3 separate regions of the Mus musculus genome follow, and regions 1 and 3 are each linked to region 2. A link is a contact called in public ChIA-PET and HiChIP or PLAC-seq data. All regions are on one chromosome and are shown on one strand. Each heading gives the region's core, a stretch centred on a gene start, on an enhancer-like site or on the middle of the called end of the contact. The rest is flanking DNA. Distances are from core to core; before and after follow the strand shown. Region 1 has its middle 49 kb from the start of Gm36520. Region 2 has its middle 51 kb from the start of Gm36603. Region 3 has its middle 15 kb from the start of Gm36443.

What was found. ChIA-PET counts read pairs in DNA pulled down with a chosen protein or histone mark. HiChIP or PLAC-seq counts read pairs in DNA pulled down with a chosen protein or histone mark.
Region 1: a contact with region 2 is called in an H3K27ac HiChIP or PLAC-seq map of double positive thymocytes, with 5 read pairs. The contact joins two enhancer-like sites. A contact is called at or near these places in 2 of 15 datasets of contacts at CTCF or cohesin (large pre-B cells and pro-B cells), 3 of 484 Hi-C or Micro-C datasets (the P5424 cell line, double positive thymocytes and embryonic stem cells), 4 of 115 datasets of contacts at active chromatin or transcription factors (double positive thymocytes, large pre-B cells, memory CD8 T cells and 1 more) and 1 of 9 other capture datasets (embryonic stem cells).
Region 3: an RNA polymerase II ChIA-PET map of memory CD8 T cells shows a contact between it and region 2, with 105 read pairs. The contact joins two enhancer-like sites. A contact is called at or near these places in 1 of 39 promoter capture datasets (the C10 cell line), 1 of 15 datasets of contacts at CTCF or cohesin (large pre-B cells), 3 of 484 Hi-C or Micro-C datasets (the C10 cell line, bone marrow-derived macrophages and pancreatic cancer cells) and 3 of 115 datasets of contacts at active chromatin or transcription factors (the 230-238 cell line, large pre-B cells and memory CD8 T cells).

Annotation. Positions count from the first base shown.
Region 1 is chr3:130,898,128-130,902,662 of GRCm38.p6, reverse strand. No RefSeq gene overlaps it. Among named protein-coding and RNA genes, the nearest start is that of Gm36520, 49 kb to the right of the region's middle. Within about 2 kb of position 2,057, at least 96 of the 459 cell types and tissues checked have an H3K27ac peak or open chromatin away from gene starts, as enhancers often do. A contact at or near this core is called in the P5424 cell line, double positive thymocytes, memory CD8 T cells and 1 more, where this site is marked.
Region 2 is chr3:131,055,026-131,059,551 of GRCm38.p6, reverse strand. No RefSeq gene overlaps it. Among named protein-coding and RNA genes, the nearest start is that of Gm36603, 51 kb to the left of the region's middle. Within about 2 kb of position 2,506, at least 55 of the 459 cell types and tissues checked have an H3K27ac peak or open chromatin away from gene starts, as enhancers often do. A contact at or near this core is called in the P5424 cell line, double positive thymocytes, memory CD8 T cells and 1 more, where this site is marked.
Region 3 is chr3:130,816,684-130,821,231 of GRCm38.p6, reverse strand. No RefSeq gene overlaps it. Among named protein-coding and RNA genes, the nearest start is that of Gm36443, 15 kb to the right of the region's middle. Within about 2 kb of position 2,336, at least 91 of the 459 cell types and tissues checked have an H3K27ac peak or open chromatin away from gene starts, as enhancers often do. A contact at or near this core is called in memory CD8 T cells, where this site is marked.

The sequences.
Region 1 (4,535 bases), core at 808-3,307, 160 kb after region 2:
TTTTCAACTTTAAACCTTTCCCCAGGGCTCAAGGGTGTGGTGACTCTCTGACCCTTCTTCCTGCCCCAGACTCTGGCTCCCTGAGCAGAACAGCGGGACACAGAGACTGCGCAGGATGCTGCTGTGCCAAACATCAAAGAGTTGGGCTGGCCTGTCTGCACAGGTGCCTGGCGTCCAAGCATGCTTCTTGGCCTGTGAACATACTACACTCACACGTGACCGTCATAACACACCACACATACTTATACACACCATAGATAAGACACACCACCCTCGTGCATACTATAAACAACACCCAGCACCTTGTACCTTCAGATCATATACACACACCTATGTAAACATGCTTCATACACAACAATATTAGACCACACACACAATCCATATATGCTTTATGCATACAATGGCTCACACTCTTAGTCACATATGAACACATGATACATATGTGAATTGTGCCTTTACGGTATTCCTCTCACATTTCACATCCTTGCACTATACATGTTCACACAACACATACATGTGTGTATACATATACATATAGTACAACACATGGACATATATTCTCTCATCTTTCCATACAAGGCTTATGTAGCACAAACATATATACTTTATGCAAATCATAGCACCTGCCTACCACAATACCACAATGTGTGACCTGATACTGTCCCATCACACATATGTGCATGCCATGTCCTTTCACACAGTACAGACAGACTATTACGTAAGTGTTTAAAGAGACACACACATCACACGGACCCCTTTGATACATAGCCGTTGACTCCACACACTCACACAGACTTTTAAAAAGTTCACTCACGTCTAAACTGCAGCTCTAACCCAGGAGTCCCCAGTCATTCTGCAAAGACACAGACAGCCCCTCCAGGGGCTTTTTTATTTTCTTTCTTCCTGGCATCACTGTATCCTCGTTGCTAGATAAATTAATTACAGAGTTGGAGGAACAGAAATCCAACTCCCACCCACCATGGCCCTGAAGTATCAACACTGTGGATCTATTTATGAACTTTCGAATCTGGAGCACGGTGCGCAGTGTCACTGTGCAGCCTGCGCGCTCTGGCAGCAAGCCGGAACAGTCTCTTTCATGTGGTGAGAAGTTTTGCCTCTCTGCTCAGCCCTTCTCCCCGGCGTTCACCTGGAATGTGTCACTGTGCAGAGAACAGACTTGTATGATGCCTGAACTTGGCCCACACCCAGCCTTGGGGCTTCTGATGGAACTCTGAGCAGGAGGGAAGCGGGCTTTGTTTAGGAGGAATCTGCCCAAGGTTTCACCTCTCCTGGTTCCGATGCGGGGGAGGGGAGAATTTACCCGCCCGGGAACCCATTTCTTTCTTGTTCTGATTTTGCGCTGGCATGGGATGGTGACGGTTCTTCTGATGCTAGATTGATTCCATATGGGGGTCTTTCCAGTTTGAGGGGCGTCTTCCTCCATCCAGGCTGAAGCTAGAGGAAGAGCATACTCATTGGAAGGCCACCGTAAACCATGCGCACCTGTGCTCCAGTGGACTCGGTTATCTCCTCAGTACTCAAGAAGGGCCTGAGACAGATGTATTGTCATGGCGGCCATCACCAATTAGCTGCCTCAAGACCCAGGAGACAAGGGCCTTTGTGGGCAAGGCCCACTGGGGCCAGGTTGAGGCTGATAGTCTGCCTATCCACCATACTGCTTCCTGGTGCCTCTCTTCAGTGCTCTGGGTCAAGACTGTCCCAAAAGACTGTCTGGATGTCCCCAAGTGGTCTCACAGGAGAATCAAAGAGACTGCAGAGGGCAAGTTCTACTTTTTTTTTCCTGTAGCTCTGCCGGGAACATGCAGCCAAACAGAGGCCGGTGTGGAACAAAGGTTTCAAGAAAACACAGTGACTGACTTGACATACTACAGGCACAGTTTGGCCCCAGCACTTCAAAGGCCTTCAGTTTTTAGTAGGAGCCAAGTCCTGATACCAGGGGAATCTAGATAACGCATAAGCTTCAAGACTTGATAGTAGTGTGAAGTGGGTGGCAGCAGATAGCTTTGGGCTGTTAAAGGAAGGAGAGAGGCAGTGCAGTGTGGGTAAGTGGCAGTGTTTTGAGCCGAGTGTGATGAAGGCTCGTGATTAGGCGCATGAAGCATCGCAGACTGTGTCCACGAAGCGTCGCGAACTGTGGTCCACGAAGCGTCTCAGACTGCTGTCTGTCTGGGCAGTCTGGGTGAAATTCAGGTCTGGAGTAGTGTGGAACCTTTGGTTAGTGGCTTTCACTTCCCAGGGACTGGGTTCCTTCCCTCAGCTAGCCATTTTTGTTTCATTTCAACTCATGTTTCCTCTCTGCGGCCTCTGTCAGCATTAATATAACGTTTCAGCCTAATTGCGAGCTACTTGAGATGCGTCCACCCCGAGCGCGGGGAGTCGGGAGGCCCACGAAGAGGAAGCAGCCGATCAGTGCGGTGCAGCCAGATGGCTATTAGCTGTCTAGTGAGGAAGCTGGGCCAGGGACCCGGAGGAGAAAGGCCGGCATTGTGGCCTGCTCTGCGGTCTCACTTCTGAATAACTTCCCAAGAACTGAAGGGCGGGTAGGGTTCTCTTGCTTCCTGAGGGCGTGGATGCGCGATGCATCCCTTGATTTCAAGGAAAGGCTCAGGAAATACGTGGTCCGAGGAGAAAGGAGCCTCAATGGGTTTTTTGTTGTTATTTTGCAAGGGATCTTGAAGTGAATGACCACACGCTGCCCACTGGGTGAATAGCAGCATTTATTTCTCAGGGCAGGGAGACCCAAGTGGAGCTGCTGGGAGACCCTGCCCTTCCTGGGTCTCTGGCTACCTACAGCTCTGTGGCGACTTTGTCCTGATAGAGTCTCAGGTGGTGTGAGCCAAAGGGGGGTAGCAGACAGCAGGAGTGTCTCCCTCTGATCTTTCTCTAAGATTGTCTCTTTCTGGCCTTGGGCCATTTTCTTGGCTACTTCACCTCAGTTTCTCTATCTATAAAATGGGATAATGGTGTTTACTTACTTACCTCATGAGTATTATAGGAATTAATTACTGTTTGTAAGGTACTTTGAAGATGAAAAGAACGAGGTGGCATCACCATCATATTATGAAATATCTCCCACTGCTACCAGCCAGGTTCTGCCGGAGCCAAGCAAACATTTCCACCTCAACTCCAGAGAAGCTCCTCATATAGGACCCTCCCAGTGGATTCTCACAGAACACCCTCACAGGATATACACAAGAGACCCTCCCAGTGGATTCTCACAGAACACCCTCACAGGATATACACAGGAGACACTCCCAGGGGACCCTCACAAGGGATCCACAAAGCAGACCCTCACAGGAGATCTACACAGCAGACCCTGACAGGATATCCTTACACGGAACCCTCACAGGGGCTCACAGTTGATCCACAAAGGGGACCCCCACATACAAGGGACCCTCACAGGAGAGCCAAACAGGGGACCTCCACAGGGGACCCTAACAAGAGATCCACACAGGGAACCCTCATAGGGGACCCTAAAAAGAACTCCACCCAGGAGGGCTTCAGAAGGGATCCCCACAGGAGAAACCCACAGGTGACTCCCACAGGGGGCCCTCAGAAGAAACCCACAAAGTCCCCATATTTTCTCATTCCACCTACCCTACGCAAAAGCAGTTCTTATGGAGCATCTGGGGGTGGTGTGTGTGTGTGTGTGTGTGTGTGTGTGAGAGAGAGAGAGAGAGAGAGAGAGAGAGAGAGAGACAGAGACAGAGACAGAGACAGAGACAGAGAGACAGAAGCACATCCCTACAAAGAGTCCTTGAGCGGTAATGTTAGTAAGGAGAGTTGGCCATATGAAGCAGCGACCCCATATGCACAAGAGTCTTTCACAAATGTGATTTAGCAGGACAGGGTCAACTGTTACCACTTTAGCCATGTGCTTCTGATGTACGACGTGGACTGTATTGATGTCTTTGTTTTAAGTTTTAATTTTCATGTGGTACTGGAGACTGAACCCATCCCTTTGGGCATTGCTACCACAAAACTTTAAGCCCCTTATTTATTTATTTATCTATCTATCTATTTATTTATTTATTTATTTTTCATTTTTTAAAGAGAAGAACTCACTAAATTAACCAGACATAACCTTAAATTTCTTCATGAAAATGCTCTGTTCTTGCTGCGGGATGTTCTTGCTTGAGGCTGTGTAAAATCTATCTGCTTTCTTGACCTTTTCTAATGAAGGGCCTCTGCAAAGTTACCTCTCATTAAAAAAAAAAAATCATAGAAAACAAACAAAAAAACATTCTCAGGTTCAATGTCTCCTAGGCTGTGTTACACCATCAATACTCCGTGAGTGGAAGTTTTTATTTTTGTCTGCTTGGGGATTTTTCTTTGTATGTTCTGGTTTGGTTTTTCCAAACAGGGTTTCTCCATGTAGCCCTGGCTGTCCTGGAACTCACTCTGTAAACCAGGCTGGCCTCGAACTCAGAAATAATCTTGTCTCTGCCTCCAAAGTGCTGGGGTTAAAGGCCCCGTTCCACCACCGTAAATGTTGTTTTAACAGTGAGCTTGGA
Region 2 (4,526 bases), core at 1,257-3,756:
GTTTTGTTTTGTTTTTTGTTTTTGTTTTTTGTTTTTTTAATGTAACATGATAAACTTAGAGTTGTTTGAAGATTAAGTGACTTGTAAAACCCTGGTACACATGCCACATAGAAAAATGTTCTATAATCGTAGTTCTCAACCTGTGGGTCAAGACTCTTGGGGGGGGGGGTTGAACGATCCTTTCACAGGGGTCGACCAAGACCGTTGTTAAACACAGACATTTACATTACGATTCATAATAGTAGCAAAACTACGGTTAGAAGGTAACAACAAAAATAATTTTGTGGTTGGGTCACCACAACATGAGGTCACATTTAATACATTAGAGAGGTTGAGGAACACCGGTCTACAGGGTGAGCAAGATGGGACATAAGATAAAGGTGCTTGGTGCACATGCCTGTCGAATTGATTTGATCCCTGGGACCCACAGGTAGGAGAGAACAGACTCCTGAAAGCTGTCCTCCGACCTACAGCACACACACTGTGGCATACACATCCCTCTCTCTCACACACACACAAGAATAGTAATAGTAAAGAAGCTTATATTTATTGAATGGGAATGAAATTTTGCTTGCATGTTTGTCTATGCACCACATGCATACCCAGTGCCCTTGGAGGCCATCAGAGGGCATCAGATTCCCTGGGACTGGAGTTACAGTTGGTTGTGAGCTACCGTGTGAGTTCTGGGAATCAAACCCTGGTCCTCTGGAAAAGCAGAGAATGCTCTTAACTGCAGAGCTATTGCTCCATTTCACACACACACACACACACACACACACACACACACACATATATATATATATATTTAAGTTTTAACTAAAAAAAAAAAAAGATTGCTTATAAGGGCATCTCCTGTCATGATTCTTGCCCTGGTTGACCTGCGGCAACTCCCAGTTGCAGAACTCATGGCTTTGGTTACTGGAGTAAGAATGAAAGAGATGTAGAAGTTCTTCTCTAAGCTTCCCAGTCCATGTTGGCATTGAACCTAGCAGAGAAGTCAAGTTTGACTCTCCAAGGTTTGCTTCTCAAGTCTGCTACAATGGTTTTGAAGTCTAGTTAAACTACAGTCCTCTGTAACTTTGAGTGCAAAGTGAAGGTTGCTACCTTACCACTGTGCAATGAACCCCACCACTAAACCCACCTGTAAGCAGCTTAGGGGGAGGGAGACAGGCAAGCTCACCTCACTTGCCACTGAGTACTGCCTGGGTGGGGACCCTTCCCCACCTTTGAACACCAGGCTTTGAACTGTTGCCCAAGACATTAACACCTTTTCTTCAAGAAGACTCCTTAATTTGACTGTTCCCCTCAGGGAAGTCTACTTGCCAAAATTCCAACAGTAATTCTGGGCTGAGATCTTGGGGGTAAATTAGTATTGGATTTCTGGGCAATTTGCCCTAAATGCTAATGTAGAAAATGCACCTGGATTAGGACATTTTTCTTCTGATTCACGGATTCTTGGCCTAATTAAATGTTACAAACAAGAAGAAAACTGCTGACTTTTCTCTTTCCAAAAATAAGTCCGTAAAATAGGTGCTGCCTGGATCACAACTTCAGAGTGGGGGCTTGGTAACATTCACCTATGTCTCTCATGTCCCTCATGGCTCTGGGCCTAGCGCTTTGAAGATGTAGACATGTCACAAACATGACCATGGAGAGAATGTGCGATGGAGCTGACGGTTCATCTTGGGCTCAAACTCTCGTCCTACCTCTTACTCACTCATGGTGGATTCTTAAGTGAATGTTGGATCCCCTGGGAAGAATTCTCACTTCTAAAAGTGGTAGTGTAACTTTTCAGGGTTTTGGTAAGCTCTGAAGAAAATAGTATATATATATATATAAATGTTCCTAGCACATCTTCCTGTGTTGATTGCATGCATTGTGACTCAGTTAGGGTTTCTATGGCTGTGAAGAGACTCCACCACCACAGCAATGCTGATAAAGGAAAACCTTCAATTGGGGCTGTTTGACAGTTCGGAGGTGTAGTCCATTATGGTCATGGCAGGAAGCTTGGTGACACACACACAGACCTGGTGCTGGAGAGTTAGCTGACAGTTCTACATCCGAATAGCAGGCAGCAGGAAGGATCGGGTCATTGGGTCTGGCTCAGGCAAGCATCTGAAACCTCAAAGCTCACCCACAGTGACACACTTCCTCCAATAAGGCCACACCTACTCCCACAAGGACATTTACTGCTTTGTTACTTTTAAAAAACAAAAAACAAAACCAACCAACCAATCAACCAAACAACCAAATCCAAGCAAACAAAACCCACTAGCTGGATTTGTCCTGAGCTGAATCTGACATGTCCCCTGTGTTAAAAGCTTTGTAGAAGTGATTGGGTCATGAGGGCTCTGGCCTCCCATGGGCTAACATCAGTGGGAGTTGTCACTTGATGGCATTGGGGGAGGGTGGACAGTTAGGAGATGGGACATAGTTGGAAGGAGTGAGTTGATGGTAAGTTACCTTTGAAGAGGGTGTTGTGCCCTGCCACATGCCACATGCCCTCAACAGTGTCTCTGTCATATCCGTCTAGCTCTCCACAGCGCAGAAACAACAGATGCAAGAGGCCTCAGGCTGAGCCCCTAGCCACTGATCCCAAGTCTTTCCTGCTTTAAGTTGTGCCTTTTGGGAATTTTGTCACAGTGAGGAAAAATGATGAACATATTACATGCTTGGTAGAAGTCAGTCACTATTCATCTAGTATAATACATCATCTTAAAACATTTTCTGAGACAATTAAATCATTGTTATAGAAATTAATGTTTCTTTTAGAGCAGTGGTGAGGGGGGTCACATATCAGACATACTGCATATTTACGAATATTTTCATTATGGTTTATAACAGTAGCAAATTTTCAGTTATGAAGTAGCAACAGAAATTATTTTATGGTCTCATGGTCACCATGGCACGAGGAACTATATATATTAAAGGGTCACAGCATTAGGAAGGTTGGAAACACTGATCTAGAGCAAATATTTTTACTTCAGGTTATTGTAAAAGTTCATAATCTAAGACTCGGGTTAGAAAAATGAGGTTACTTCTTACTGAAAAAGATTATCAGATTAAAATCTGCCTTCCTTTTTTTCCTCCACAGCAAAGGTCATTAAGAAACGATAGATTTTAAGGAAAAAAGAATGGCGGCTCTGAATCCCCTTTACAACCAGATTAATATGCCGGGGTGGACACAGAGACCAGGCTGCCTATAGATTTCTTCCTTTTAAAACATTACTGAAGGAAGTACTGGAGCCAAATGAAAAATAAATCAGAATAAAAGATTCAAGAAGGAAACCAAAAAATACAGAACATAATGGTGACTATCACGCTTACCCTATCTGACGAACAGTTCTAAAGCCCAATGCAGATATTTAGAGCAGGAGCCACATGACAACACACAACAGTTTATACACCACAGATGTATTTAGGTCAGTGAGTCCAGAGAGGAAGGAGAGAAGTTAAAGCTTGGCTGAGGATATCATCTAGATGGCTGTGTGAAAGTATTATCCAGATTCTGAGTCGTTTTGGATGGAAATATAAAATCCAGTTATATTTGTTAAAGTAAAAACTGACAAAAACTGATAACGGGCTGGGGGTGGTGGTGGAATGAGTCGTTGGGTAAAGGCACTGCCATGTCTGATGGCTTGAGTTTAACTCTTGGGACCTAAATGGCAGGAAAGAATTGATATCTGCAAATCGTCCTCCGATATTCAAAAGCACACACGTGCACATGTGTGAACACACACGCATATGTGCGCACACACACACACACACACACAAATGTTAAAATAAATGTAAAATACAGACACAAGCTAAAAGCTAAGAAAGCAATGTGCAAATTGAAAAGACAAGGCAGGAGGCCTAAGGACAACCAAGCCAGTAGTAGCAAGAACATCACTGGCCAGAAGAGAGACCAATTGTTGACTTTTCCTTCAAACAACCCATCAGTACATCAGTGACAGGCTGTGACACGGACATGTGAGCCGAAATAAACTCTTTCCTTCCCTAGCCAATTTTGGCCAGTATTTCACCATAAGAGCTGTGTATTTCCTGGCTGGAGATGTTCTGGATCATCCTAGATGTTTTGGGTGGGAGCACACCTGCAGGTCTGGCTGGCTTCCCCGTTCTTAGCTACTCTTGGTGTCTGAAGCTGAGCGTCTAGCCCAGTGGTTCTATCTCAATGATAGATGTCTTCAATCTGTGGTCCAGTGGAGGCTCATCACTGGCTCTCCAGCATCCCTGTAATCTTTCTACATCCCACGTTCTTTCCTTTCATGCTTCATTCTCTCCCCCAACTTGGCCATTCTTGTTTCTTCAGCTTTTGGCCCAAGTGTGGTCCCTTACAGGAGACCACCACCTTGGTTAACCTTTGCTGGCCTCACTAATCCCAAGCTGAGACTTGAATCCTAGGGCTGGATTCTGGTTTGTTTGCAGATCTGACTTCTCCTTCAGAGTGCTTCTAGTTAGCAGGTGGTTTTACACCACACACAGGCCTGTCCTATAGTTAGGCATGCCATGAATATTTGTAGATA
Region 3 (4,548 bases), core at 1,087-3,586, 240 kb after region 2:
ATATTTTATATACTATAAATATTTTATAGAGGTTTGTCAATGGGGTCGCGACCCACAGGTTGAGGACCACTGTTGTGAAAAGCCAGCTATTGATTCCCAGCCTCCAGCCTCCAAGACTCTTGCAAGGACATCTGTTACTTAATTTTTCAGTGGTGACAACATCATTGGGTGATTGCACTGCAGAAACACTATTGGACACACCCCTGCTGCAGCTGTCTTAGAGGTTTCTGTCTAGCCAGTACCTTGATGTCCAATTTCTCTGAGGTGGTTTTCAGGTTTTTTTTTTTTTTTCTCATTTGCTTACTGGACACAGGAATATCATCATATTGCCCAGGCTGGCCGCAAATCCCTAACTGAAATGACTCTCCAGCTTTAGCATCCTGAACAGCCAAGAAGTGGAAATGCCCCCACTAAACCCACTAACAATGGCTTTAAAGGGATTTTCAAATTTCTTCCTGGGAGAAGCCAGCCATATTGAAAACACTTGAGTAGCCCTATAAATAGGCCCAGCTGTGGGGAACTGTGTCCTTCTGCCAACAACCAGCAGGAAATTTACCAGGAATCTAAAGAAACTCCTTGGACGGGGACCATTCTAGGAAATTTGTCACCATTGGATTCCCGACCTAGAAAGACTAGAGTATTCTTGTAGATTGCTAAGGTTTAGACTAACTCTTATGAAGAAATACGTACTTGACTGAAGTTTTCCAGAGCTTCTCTGTTCAAACCATTTCTTCACCAAACCGACCCCACCATTGTGAGCACTCCAGCAGCCCAGAGCTACTCCTGAGAGCACAGTCTAGCTTTCTGTTTCACAGAGAGAGCCCAGTACCCAAACATAGTCTGTGACCACGATGAGCCTTTCCTGAGCCGGGCCTACAGCCCGGGTGCCTCTACCCAGCATCACTGGACTCCAGCTCTGATGCCTCCTGGGTGCTCACTCAGCATGGCCCTGTGTGAAAACGAACCAGAACAATTCTCTGACTTTTACTACAGACGTTAAGTTTGGCGTGTCCCTCCTCTCCCCTCGCCCCCAGTCTGTTCCCACTCTCCTGGCCCTCCCCCCAGAAACACAGCTCACCTTCCCTCTACAGTTGCCTAGAAATAGAAAAAACAAAAAACAAACAAACACATCCACGCATGCGTGTCTCTGCTGCTCCTGACCGTGGTCTCCTTTTCCTGAAGACCCCTCTGGGTTTTTCGTCTTGTTTTTGAGCACTTCCTCCGAATGATTTACCCTGATTTCTGGCAATTTATACACTCCAATTCCCTTTGCTTCCCCCATTCACAATCGCGCCTCTCAGATCGCATGGCACATAAACAATCTTCCATTGCAAACTGCTGCAGTACAGTTTGTCCCCTGTAGGCATCAATAGGAAGTGTCCCGCCAGCCTAATTCTACGCAGGAAAAAAAAAGGGGGGGGGTCATAGATACATAATCTCAAGAAATTCTGCTCTGGTTGGTTTGGCAGTAGCATCTACAGTAATCTCTTCAGTTTGAAGTTAAAATTTGTAAACACCTTAGTGGATTCCACCCCCACCCACCCACAGGTTGTGTCTAAATGAACATCTATGTATCTACATTAATCAAACGCTTCATGCTTTTTTCCCCCCCAGTGAGGAAGTGGATACAAAGTTGACTTTGCTCCTAAAGGTTTCCTTCGCTCCCCTCCTCCACCCCGCCACGCCATGTTTTTGCCTGGCCTGAAATCTAGAACAGCAATGAAGAGCAGACTCCTGGTTTGACAGGATGCATTTAGATAGTTCAGGCAAGAGCAGGCACCCTGTGTTAAAGAGTCCAAAAGGTCTTAAGCAGAAAGAAAAGGCAAAGACTTGTCTCGTGTCACAGGTGCCACCTGTTGTTAGGAGTAGCAATCTATGAGCTCTGCACAGACAACTCCAGTTTCCGACTCTTATAAATTCCCAAGTTCAAATCCAACAGCCTCCAACTCTAACCCACGGGCGTGCGCCATGCTGCCAAAGGTAATTCAAATTTCTCCCCTTCAAGACCGCTTCGCCCCCAACCCCCACCCTCTTCACCTGGAACAGACAATCCGCGTATTTCAAAGAGTTCCTTAGTACTGAACTGAGTACTCGGAAACTCACCCACCAGTTTACATTTTAGGCTACTGAGCCTCACTCCTTTTACTGACAGACAAAGGAGAGGGCCACTGACGATGTTTACCCACCTAGGCTCGTGTTTGTCTAATGTTTAAACGGGCTTTTGTTATTATTAGACATTCCTGGACAATCGTTCTCAGAGCATCAAGCACACAGAGCAAGGAATCAAGCAAGCGATGCAGGTTCCGCGGTGGGGGAGGGGAGCCGAAAGGCGCCAAGCCGCGCCTCCCTGCTGCTTAGCACCATCTAGTGGCGGCTGCTAGTTCGACTTTTGGAACGAGAGCTCCCAGAGGACTTCGTAAAATCCAAAGGCTGTTTTCCTCCATCCTGGCGCTCTTCACCTTGTGTGTACTGCACACACACACGTATATTTTGAATTATACACAACAAATATCTCACCTTACTATTTAATAAATCCTTCCTTTGTCTCTGTACTGGGATATCTTACCCCTTAATCCCCGGACCTGTAGGCAATGAAGGCAGATGGTTTTAATATTATCAAAGCAAGCAGCGCTAGGAAATGCTCACAGGGGATATGCCTAATTAGATGCTTGCTGCCAGCCCTGACAACTGTAGTTCAATCTCTAGAATCCACATGATGGACGGAGAGAACTGACTTCCACAAGTTGTCCTCTGACCTCCATTCACACACACACTCTCTCTCTGTCTCTCTCTCTCTCTCTCTCTCTCTCTCTCTCTGTCTCTCTCTCTCTCTCTCACACACACACACACATTATTTTTAAAGATCATTTCATTCTAATTTTTAAAAATTTTAATTTAAAAAAATACTGAAGAAAATGAGACTCATATATCTCTGGAGTTAACTATGAATTTTTTTTTTAATTTCTAAACAAAGTCATCAGGCTCAACTGTGCCATGAGAAACTATTGGCACCCACAAAAAATAAGGAATAGTGAAGGCTCAGCTCTACTGGTACAACAACCCAAGCAGGCACCATGTGGCCTGCTCTTACAACACCGTGATGACAGTTTAACTTCATGACTAATTTATAATATACAAGTAGCTACCTTTTACCAAGTATAGATAAATGCTAACTGGACAGTCTACCTTTAAACTTACCCACAGAACGACAGCTGATAGGAGCTGAGAAGCGAGCTAGCTTCTTCATTATCCAGAACATTCTAATCCAGTTCTAGGATGGCAAGAGGCTCCTGAGAGTTAACAGTACTTCTACATGGCTGCTTTCAGCCTAGATCCTGGGTCAAATACACCATCAATACACCATGGTCATGACTGACTGTGACCCTACTTCCCAGGGTTGGCTCCCAGCCTGTGGAGTCTGGTGTGCGTCACTCATGAGCCCTCCAGTCAAAGCAAGACACAACATCAGATATGATGCTGTATGCATCAGATATGTTGCTGTATGCATCAGATATGATGCTGTGTGCATCAGATATGGTGCCGTATGCTTATATGCGTGGCACAGGAAGGAAGAACCAAGTCCAAGGCCAGCATAGCTACAAGACAAGACTGTGTCTCAAAAGCAAACAATAAACAAAGAATTGAAACAGGACATAAAATAACACAATCAGGTGAGAAGCTAAATATTTAAGAATCATTTTTTTCAAGCTAATAAATAGTAGAAACATCAAAAAGTCCAAGTCAATAGTATGTTTTTATTAATATTTATTAACACCAAGTTTTCAATAATTTTCTACCTTCCCCTTGTATATTCTTTGGGGGGGGGTTGTTTGTTTCTGTTGTTGTTTTGTTTTATTTTGTAGCTCAGTCTGAGCTTGAATTCATAATCCCGCTGCCTCAGCCTCCCCAACACTGGGATCATGGACCCATTAAAGTCTGTGGAAGCCTCCTTTAGCTTTTGTTCAGCATTAAAGCACATGGTTTGGCTGGAAAGGAGAATAGACACGTTCTATGGATGGAAATGTGAACTGTCAGTGGGAGTGACCTCTGTCTTCTGAAGGAACAAGACAATGTGGGAGGACCCAGGCGTTATCATCTTGAAGGTGGTTTTGGTATCCTCAGCAAAAAAAAAAAAAAAAAAAAAAAAAAAAAAAAAAAAAAAGGAGTGCAGCAAAAAAAGGAGTAAAAATTTGGGACACTTAACTGGGTGGCCTTGGTAACAGTTTCCTTGTAATACAGTTAAGTAATGACCAAGTCATAGGACTACCCGAGGGGCCACGGACAAGCTAAATGCAGCGGGTTTATTATGGTGTCCGTTGGTTTCTGCTGTTTTGCTTTTCTTATGAATTATTTTTCATCAAGCATTGGCAGCAACACTAAGACAAATACAAAAATAGGATGCATTAGAAAGCTCAGTGATTGAGAGACATCGCCAGGCTTGCAAGCCATGAGAAGGCACTCACACTCACACACCGACACTTGCCCTTACCTGGGGGGGGGATCGTGGGAGACAAAAAGAGAGGGAAGCCAACATAAGAAGCTCTCGCT